Regions from separate parts of the Mus musculus genome. Here region 2 is linked to region 1. A link is a contact called in public ChIA-PET data. All regions are on one chromosome and are shown on one strand. Each heading gives the region's core, a stretch centred on a gene start, on an enhancer-like site or on the middle of the called end of the contact. The rest is flanking DNA. Distances are from core to core; before and after follow the strand shown. Region 1 holds the start of Ppp2r5d (protein phosphatase 2, regulatory subunit B', delta). Region 2 has its middle 20 kb from the start of Tbcc.

What was found. ChIA-PET counts read pairs in DNA pulled down with a chosen protein or histone mark.
Region 2: a contact with region 1 is called in an RNA polymerase II ChIA-PET map of effector CD8 T cells, with 6 read pairs. The contact joins the enhancer-like site here to the promoter of Ppp2r5d in region 1. A contact is called at or near these places in 7 of 39 promoter capture datasets (3T3-L1-derived adipocytes, the C10 cell line, cranial neural crest and 3 more), 3 of 484 Hi-C or Micro-C datasets (B cells, granulocytes and granulocyte-monocyte progenitors), 9 of 115 datasets of contacts at active chromatin or transcription factors (cardiomyocytes, effector CD8 T cells, embryonic stem cells and 5 more) and 3 of 9 other capture datasets (adipose tissue, liver and pancreatic islet).

Annotation. Positions count from the first base shown.
Region 1 is chr17:46,702,703-46,707,480 of GRCm38.p6, forward strand. It overlaps Ppp2r5d (protein phosphatase 2, regulatory subunit B', delta), which reads right to left and starts at 2,300. Exons shown (of 15, transcript NM_009358.3): 1 at 2,131-2,300. The coding sequence starts at 2,157. It overlaps Gm52314 (a long non-coding RNA gene), which reads left to right and starts at 2,923. Exons shown (of 2, transcript XR_003952400.1): 1 at 2,923-3,006; 2 at 3,840-4,778.
Region 2 is chr17:46,867,849-46,872,626 of GRCm38.p6, forward strand. It overlaps a transcript of Bicral not described here. Among named protein-coding and RNA genes, the nearest start is that of Tbcc, 20 kb to the right of the region's middle. Within about 2 kb of position 2,548, at least 45 of the 459 cell types and tissues checked have an H3K27ac peak or open chromatin away from gene starts, as enhancers often do. A contact at or near this core is called in B cells, effector CD8 T cells and extraembryonic endoderm stem cells, where this site is marked.

The DNA of each region.
Region 1 (4,778 bases), core at 1,050-3,549:
ACTATGTGCTATGTGTAAGGGACATGCAAACCTGCACACAGTTTCATTAATACCTCAAGGAGGATAAAACGTGTCCACAGTTCATTCCCACCCAAGGCTGAACACATAAAGTCTGTAAGTGAGCCCAAGTGAAGGCCCAGGAAAGACTTCCCCAGGGAAGCAGGGAAGGATAGCGAGGAGAGAGGGGACAGGTGACAGATGAGCAATAAAGGGGCCTCCACCCACCTGTCTCTGTGCCTCCACCCTGGTACACCTCAGTCACACTGTCATCTCTCTCCCCCTCAGAACCTGAAGGAGGCCAAACGCAGCCCAAAATCCAGTGCAGGAGATTAGCTCTCATAAAGGCCTCCCTGGCTGCCTCCACGCATCCCGGTCCTTCCTGTGCCCTTTCTCAAGCAAAGCACTCACAGCCTGACGAAGTCTAAGAACGTCCCCTCTAATTCCCAATCAGCCGCCAGACAGATGGGACAGGATCTGGTCCACAGACTAGAAACGACAGGCGCTTAAGGAGATCACCCCTTCCTCTGAACTCCACAGCCCCAGTCCCGGGCTTAGCTATCTTGAGTGCACAGTTTCTATTGCTGGATGGCGCCCATTGGCAAGCCCACTCCCCAAGGATAAGACCCAGGTAGGGCACACAACTTTGCCTGGCTCACCACCCCCTGTCCTGTGCTCTATCTAACTCTCAGACCGAGACAGTGACAGCCCAGAAGCAGAGCCTCCTGGCAAACACACAACAGCCCCGGGATAAAGAGTTTGACTGATATGGTTAGAGATGGTAGCCCAGCATCCATCAGGGGAAAAATGAATGCAATCCACCTCTGGGGTCATCAGGAGAGTGGACCACGAGACCAGGCCAGAGCCAGCCCAACACAAGGGGCCAGCCCAAAAGCTGGGGAGTCTGAAGACCAGTTCCAGCCTCCCCAGCTGAGTCTGCTTCTCAGAAGAACCACAGATCAAGCAAGAGCAGCAAACAAAGGGAAAGGCAGGGACAGGTCAGGGTGGTTTGGAGGCAAAAGATGGCAAAAGACGGTAACATCAAGAAATGGCCTGTGGGGTTGGGAGTGTAGCCCAATGGTACTGCACATGCTTAGCATGTGCAAGACCCTGGGTCTGATCTCTGCCACTGCAAATAATAAAGAAACCGAGTGTACTGGACGGCAGAATGAGAAGAAAACTAAACAGAACAGGCCAGAAGAAAGGGAGAAATCCTGTCCTGGTGCAAAAAAAGGAAATGCAAAGGTTATCCTAAGGAATACAGGGAGGAGCCTCTAACAGATTAGAAACCGAGTCCCGTCTAGGGTGAACATGGAAGCCAGCTGATGCCAGTTAGGCACTTGCACAGAAGAGCCCTCCAAGTTGGGAGACCTGATATTGCAGCTGGGCCTCCAGCAGGATGTGTGACCTTGGACAAGTCCCTTCCCCTGACCCGGCCTCAGTCTCCTCATCTGTACCACTAGCATGCTAGTCTGCATGTGCTCCAAAGCTCCCTTCCAGCACAGACGTTCTGGGGTTCCATCAACAGAAGAAGGGCTCGGTCCTGGCTTACAAGTTTGTGTGTAAAGGAAGACTCGAGGGAGGGGCCTAGGCCAGATTTGGGCGGAGGAGAGAGAAAGCAGAGCGGTTCTAGGTCAGGGGCTTGTCGTGGGGGGGCGGGGGGGGGGAAGGAGGGACTGTACAGAACTGTGGAGAGGCCGTCTTTTAAGCTGGTGAGGAGAAGAGGGAAGGGGCTGCTCAGGGCGGGGGTGGGGGAAGTACTGGAGGGAAATGCGGTCTTAAATGAGCACTGTCCCAAACCGTGGGGGATCGGGGACAGATAAAGGCGGGGAGAAAAAGCAAGGGAGTGAGCCGGGAGTGGAGCAGATCTGGAGGGGGCCGGGGATAGGAGCAAAGAGGAAGGGAAGAGGGATAGGTGGGGGGAAATCTGTCCGGGCAAAGACGGAGAGCTGTCCCAGCTGCTGCACGGACTGGGGGTGCTGGCAGTCGCGCGGCCCTGGGGCTGGCCGCGGGAGTGCTGCGGGGGGCCGGACCAGAGGGTCAGTCTGAGGCTGTCCCGGGCCTGCCTCGGGCCCCTCCCAGAGCTGCGCGCAGGCCCGGCGGCGGAGGCGCAAGGGGAAAGGCCACGCTCACCTTATCCTTCTTCAGTTTATAGGACATCTCGGCCGGTCCACACCCGGCCCGGCTCCTGCGGCCCCGCTCCGGCTCTGCTCGGCCACACTCGGCCCGCTCGGCGTCTCTTCGCCACCGCCTGCGCGCTGCGCCCGGGCCGAGCCGTGGCTGCGCTTCCAATTGGCCCGAACTCTTACAAACCTGCCTGAGAACCAGGAGCCGCCTCCTCGGATTGGTCATTGGAGCCAAGCAGCTTCCCTTTTTTCTCATTGGAAAGAAAGAGTACAAACCGCCAGGGTTCGGCTCCCAGAATTGGCTGGAGTGGAAGGTCCCGCCCTGAAAAGGGTCGGGCTTCGTGGAGGAGGCGGAGCCATGGGGAAACCCGAGCTTGGCTAGCAGATCTGTTCTCCGGCGTCGCCTTGTGCGTCGTCCTCTGCTATTCTTCAGTCCTTTGAGCTCTGCTCCTTCCCTCCAGAAGTGGCTCTCATGTTCTCCCCTGCTCTTCTACCTGCCCTGCTTCGTACGGACTGGAGGAAAAAGGCCCTAACACGAAAAGGGCACCTTTCTTCACAGGAATTTAAAGTAGCTCAAATTGCACACGTGAAATGATAGAGAAGACTCCCAAGGGTACTCCCGGGCATTCATCAAGTCTGTCCTAGATCACAGTTGCAGAGGAGCAGAGGGGAAAGCCTATCAGCGGTGGAACCGGGCTGAAATAAAATAAGAAACCCTGGTTTGCTGCAGCTTCAAGACGTGGGTCCCTGTAGCTGCTGGAAGGGTGCTGGAATCGGTAAAACAGCTGCGTTTGGAGCCACTGAGAATGAAGTGAAAAAGCAGCCTCATCGTTCCCTACCTGAGCCCTGAGCCGCCGCCGCACCCAAGCTAGTGTTCAAGTGGGTAAGACTGGGTTCTTGCCCTCAGGTAGTTCCCACTCTAATGAGGTTCACAGACTCGTATTAAGAGACGATTAAAATACAATCACATAAATTACACAAACCTCAGAATGACATGGAGGAATATATTTTAGTTATCCTAGTAGCCAATAGATTACATTAAAGAACTGGAGGAGGTCCATCAAAAATAAATCTGCGAGCTGGGTGTGATGGGTTTGCCCCTGTAACCCCACCTCTTGGAAGATAGAGGCAGGATGATCAGGCGTTACAGACCAGCCTTAACTATAGCCAGTTGCAGACCAGTTTGGACTACAATAAGAACCTCTTAAAAGAAAGAAAAAAAAAAGACAAAAAAAAAAAAAAAAAAAAACCTACCCGCCACCACAAACAACAACAACAAAGAAACAACTCTCAGAACTAAAAAGTTACAAATAAGCCTGTGGCCGTTTGTTCCCCAGGAAAGAGGTCTTGGATTCCCCCAGGAGCATGATAACCAAACAATAGTCAATCATCCTTACACAAAGAGCAGTAGCCCCAATATTGGGAAAGATGGGGGCTGGGAAGATGGTGCTCTTCCAAAAGACCTGAATTCAGTTCCCAGCACCCACATTAGCTGCTTCACAATTGCCTGTAACTCCAGCCCCAAGGGACCTGATAGACACATGCATACATACATACATACATACATACATACACACACACAATTTTAAAACTTCAAGAACAGAATGGAAAAAAAGACAAGGCTCAGTGGTTAAGAGTACTTGCTGCTCTTCCAGAGGACCTAAACTAGGCTCCCAGCCCCCACAACAGCTGGCTCACAACCACCTGTAACCCCAGCTCCAGGAACCTGACGCCCTGCCCTCCTCTGGCCTCCCTGGGCACCTGCATAGGTGGCATACACACGCACAGACACACACATGCACGTGAATGACTTTAAAAACCGGAATGAAGAAAAGCGGATGAGCTCCGGAGACGTGTACAGTCAACGGGATTCGGTGAGTCACTGGATTCGGGGAGACAGTATCAGGGAAAGGATGCATTGAGGGTGACTCCTAAGTGATGAAAGATGGTTAGAGGGAACTGGTGTCACAATGGCCAGAGGCAGGTAGAGTCTGCTAAACACTGAATAGAACACTTTGATTTTGCAACTAGGAGGTGTCGGGTGATCTCTGCCAGGGAAGCTTAAGCCAAGTAGGAGCTTGGAGTGCCTTCAAGAGTGAGCACAGGGTAAGGCCAGCACGGAGAGGAGCCTGGCTCTCATACAGAATTGCATTTTGCTCGGTGACTAACACTGAGTTGAGGGGAGCACACAGTGAGGCTGCATTTCTACTATTGTTTGCATGGGGAAGAAAGGTGTTTGTTCGCTGGTGGATATTCCTATCTGTACAAGTGTAACTGAGGCAGTTGTCCTCTGATGGAGCTGATCAACAGATGTCCTTGCCCATACCCAAAACCTCAAGATGCACTGTAGTCCTGGGGCATAAACTTGCCACTGACTGTGTAGCCTCTTTAGACCTGCAGACCTTGGTTCCTCTAGGAAGCAGGGGACAGAGACACATAAAGTTCGGCTGCAAGTGGGATTTTTTTTTCTTCTCTGTGGGAATCCAAGTCCCCAGGGCCTTCTTTTTTGTTGTTCTTGCCACAGGGTCTTGCTATGTACCTCAGGCTGTCACTGAACCTGAAATCACCTCTCCTCAACCTCTAAAGTGCTAGGATTACAGTACCACAGTGGGCAGTCTGGTTTGCATGCAGTTTTACAATGTAAAAGGAGGGACT
Region 2 (4,778 bases), core at 1,298-3,797, 170 kb after region 1:
AGCTCTGTCATCGTAGCAATCTGGGAGGCGGAGCCAAGAGGAACAGGAGTTCAAGATTACCCATAACAACACAGTGCACTTCAGGCTAGCCTGGGCTACATGAGAGTGTATCAAAATAGTGACAGGGGAAAAAAAAAAACTCAAAACAAAGAACAAACGACAGTAAAAAAAACCAGATTGCCTTGCGGGAACCCATAGGTGGAGGACATTCCTGGGAAGGACCAAGGCTTGAATCATACTTTCTTACTTTACTTGAGTATTACAGGTCGAACCCACTCATGAAGGCTAAACAGATTATCTACCACTGAGCTAGTGACATCCCCAGCCCAGGTACCAACTGTTCATTGTCTTTTCCAGCTTCCCTGGATACAGTCAGCGTCGGCGTCATCACCACCACCACCACCACCATCACCATCATCATCAATTACATTTTATCTATTCTGTGTTTTGCAGGGGACGTGTGTGTGGAGGTCAGAGGACAACCTTTGGAAGTCAGTTCTCCACTACGACCACATGAGACCCTGGGCTCAAACCCAGGTCCTCAGGCCTGGGAGCAGGCGCCTCTCCCTGCAGAGCCACCCCTCAGCACGACTCTCCTAGGAGACTCCCTGCCCCAGGACAACAAATGATTTGCATAGATCCTCTTCCTTCGTCTTTATTCTGAGGCGATCTACCAGAATCAAAATTCCACTTTGTCTTCAGTCCCCTCACCAGTAGCTTTCAAACACCTCTGACTGAGACTCTCTGTCTCAAGACTTATATTTCACACCAGAACACAACAGAAAGGAAGATTTTTCTAAAAAAAAAAAAAAAAGCCTCCAAGATTTGAAAGAACATCTGAGCAGGGCGGTGGTGGCACACACCTTTAATCCCAGCACCTGGGAGGCAGATTTCTGAGTTCGAGCGAGGCTAGCCTGGTCTACAGAGTGAGTTCCAGGACAGCCAGGGCTACAAAGGGAAACCCTGTCTCGAATCTCGAAAAAAACAAAAAACAAAAACAAAAAGACCCCAAAAAACAAACAAACAAACAAACAAACAAAAAAGAGGTAAGAAAGGAAGAAAGAAAGGAAGAAAGGAAGAAAGGAAGAAAGGAAGAAAGGAAGAAAGGAAGAAAGGAAGAAAGAAAGAAAGAAAGAAAGAAAGAAAGAAAGAAAGAAAGAAAGAAAGAAAGAAAGAAAGAAAAGAAAGAATGAATCTGAGCCAGGGTGTGGTGAGACACACCTTGAATTCCCTTTCATTCTGACATTCGGGAGGAAGACTAGTCAGGCCTTCGGCGTCATGCACAGCGACGATGAGTTTCAGAAGAGAACTGGACACAGTTCACTCTGTGGTGTCTCATTTTTACAGAGCCTGTTAGATGCCGGTCAGAGAGTTCACAAGCCACCGACAGCGGTGACTCTCATTTGGGAAACATTGCTGGAGATTAGTAACTGAGGCTCAGGCGGGGCAGAATCCCACTACTTGGGAAGGAAAGGAAGGCATTCCCAGGCTAATCTCAGATACAACCTGGGCTACAAGAGATTTTATCTCAAGCAAAAACATCCCCAGGCCAGCCAGGGGTGGTGGCACACGCCTTTAACCCCAGCACTCTGAGGCAGAGACGGGCGGATCTCTGAATGTGAGTACAGCCTGGTCTACAAAGCAAGTTCCAGAACAGCCAGGGCTACACAGAGAAACCCTGTCTTGAAAAACAAAACAAACAACAACAAAACAAACAAACACAAAGATGAAAATCAGCAAATGACTTTCTGCACGCATCTACGGCCTATGGCAGTAATCTGCTACACCTGTCCACACAGCTCCCCAGGACCTGCCTGCCCCACAACCAAGTGTGCACAGCCCCTGGCCCTTACACACTATTGACAACTAACAAAGGGAGACTCTGCAGGAGGATTCTTTAACTGTTTCCACTTGTAAGACGTGTGTGTGTGTGTGTGTGTGTATGTGTGTGTGTGTGTGTGTGTGTGTGTATGAGTTCATTTTTTTGTTACAGTTCACAGCATATAGAGAATTCCCCAACTGTTTGGGAATTATGTTAGTTTTAACCCCAAAGTTAACAGCAGTTTTATTAATTAATTAATTAATTAAATGTATATGAATACACTGCAGCTGTCCTCAGACACTCCAGAAGAGGGCATCAGATCTCATTACAGATGGTTGTGAGCCACCATGTGGTTGCTGGAAACTGAAATCAGGACCTCTGGAAGAGCAGCCATTGCTCTTACCTGCTGAACCATCTCTCTGACCCCCAATAGCAATTTTTTTTTAAATTATTGATTTGTATGCGTACAGGTGTTTGGTTTTTTTTTTTTGTTTGTTTGTTTGGTTGGTTGATTTGTTTTTTTTCAAGACAGGGTTTCTCTGTGTAGCCCTGGCTGTCCTGGAACTCACTCTGTAGACCAGGCTGGCCTCGAACTCAGAAATTCACCTGCCTCTGCCACCCAGCCGTATGGGTGTTTTTTCTGTATGTTAGTGCACAGTGTGCATGCCTGCTGTCTGTGGAGGCCAGAAGAGGAAGTTGGACATGGTAGGGTTGGAGTTACAGACATCATGAGCTGCCGTGTACTGATGGGAACTGAACCTGGGTCCTCTGCAGGGGCAGCACTGAGCCATCTCTCTAGCCAGTTAAGCACAGTTTCACCAAGGTGTAAATTCTCCCCCTAAAGAGTAAAACCACACACAAAACCAACCAGAAAGCATCTTCTCAGGTTTCTAGCTTGCCAAAATGTCACAAATATGGGCAAACAAATCTTTCGCTAAGATACTTAGAAGCAATATTCACAAACCTCAAAACCTCCTTCCTGCCACTTCAGAAAGGAACCCCCCCTGGGTGGGTGCAGCCAAGGCCTCTCTAATGTGGCGACAAAAGATCTACTGTCACTATGCTGTCCCCATCACCACAAACAAATTAGAAAAAGTGGGGAAAGGAAAGATGAAACAAGAGCAATCCATATGCACGGCAGTAGTGAAGCTTGCTCTGGGTACCTGGGATGGATGGATGCATGGATGGATGGAGTTGGATGGATGGATGGATCAATGGCTGGCTGGCTGGCTGGCTGGGTAGGTGGGCAGGTGGATGGATGGATGGTTGGGTAGATGTGTGGGTAGATAGATGGATGGGTGGATGGGTGGGTAAGTGGGTGGGTGGATGGATGTGTGGGTGGGTAGGTAGATGTGTGAGTAGATGGATGGATGGGTGGGTGGGTAGATTTGTGGATAGATGTGTGGGTGGTGGATGGGTGTGGCCTCAGGGAGGGAGGGAAGCCGTTTCTGTGGCAAGCAGCTCCACAGACAGGAAGCTTGCCTGCTGACATCCCCAGCCCTGAACACACTCATGTTCAACATTGTCATGTTGATCTGCTCAATGTCCTCTATCCTTATAAGTGTTCTGAGATTAAAAACAACAGAGCAACAATATATGGGGCTTGGGGAAGGCAAGGGTGTCACACAGTGTGATGCTCTGGGTATGGGGATAGAGAAGGCATTCTGTGCAGACAGGCAGGTAGAGGGAAAAGTTTAAAGCTGTGCTTTCCCCTGGCCCCCAGCACCCAGAACAGGGTTTCTCTGCATAGCACTGGATATCCTGAAACTTGCTCTGTAGACCAGGCTGAAAATTTCATTCATTTATTTATTTTTAAAAGATTTGTTTGTTTATGCATATGAGTGAGTGCTCTATCTGCATGTATGCCTGCACTACAAAAGGCGTCAGATCCCATTACAAATGGTTGTGAGCCACCATGTGGTTGCTGGGAATTGAACTCAGAACCTCTGGAAGAGTAGTCAATGCTCTTAATTGCTGAGCCATCTCTCCAGCCCCCCAATTTTTTTTTTTTTTTTTTTGGTTTTTTCGAGACAGGGTTTCTCTGTGTAGCCCTGGCTGTCCTGGAGCTCACTTTGTAGACCAGGCTGGCCTCGAACTCAGAAATCCGCCTGCCTCTTGCCTCCCGAGTGCTGGGGTTAAAGGCGTGCGCCACCACGCCCGGCTCGAAAATTTTATTTATTTTGTCTTACATGTATGACTATCTTGACAGTGTGCATGTATATGCACCATGTTCCTGCCTTGACCCCTCAGAGGTTAGAAGAGGGCGCTGGACTCCTTAGAAATCGAGGTATGGATGGTTCTGAGCCACTGTGTGGGTGCTGAGAACCAAACCCAGGTCCTCTCAAGAGCAGCCAGTGCTCTTAACCACTGAGCCAGCTCTCAAGCCCTAAAGCTGGGTTCTCAAAGCTGAGTAAGGATAGTAAGACAAAAAGGAAAGCCTCAACTAGACACACCTAAGAGTGAGAGGCTCAACTTCCACACTCAGGCCCTAACAAGGAGGAGCCACACCGAGTACTGGGCAGTGCCAGGACCAGAGGTCGTGGCAGGCAGTTTGGGGGATCCCTGAGCTACAAACACTGGAAGTACACTCCCTGAGACCAGTGACCTTGTGAAAACTTGCAAAAGTCAAGAGACTGTGACTGGTGTTTATCAAAAAAATCAAAGAGCAACTTTGGGAATAGAAAGTGTTTGCTTGCAAGCATGCACGTCCATGCCTGTAAACCCAGGGCTGAGTGTGGCTGTGTGTGTCTTTAATCCCAACACTTAGGACGAAGAGGCAGGTAGATTTTTGAGAGTTCAAGGCCATTCACTGATCAATAGTTTATTCCAGGCTAGCTAGAAAACCATGACAGACAGACAGACGATGGTGGAATACTCTGGTAGAGGACTAGTTCTGTTCCCAGCATGCACACTGGGTGGTTCACAACCATCTGTACCAACGGCTCTGTTACATCCA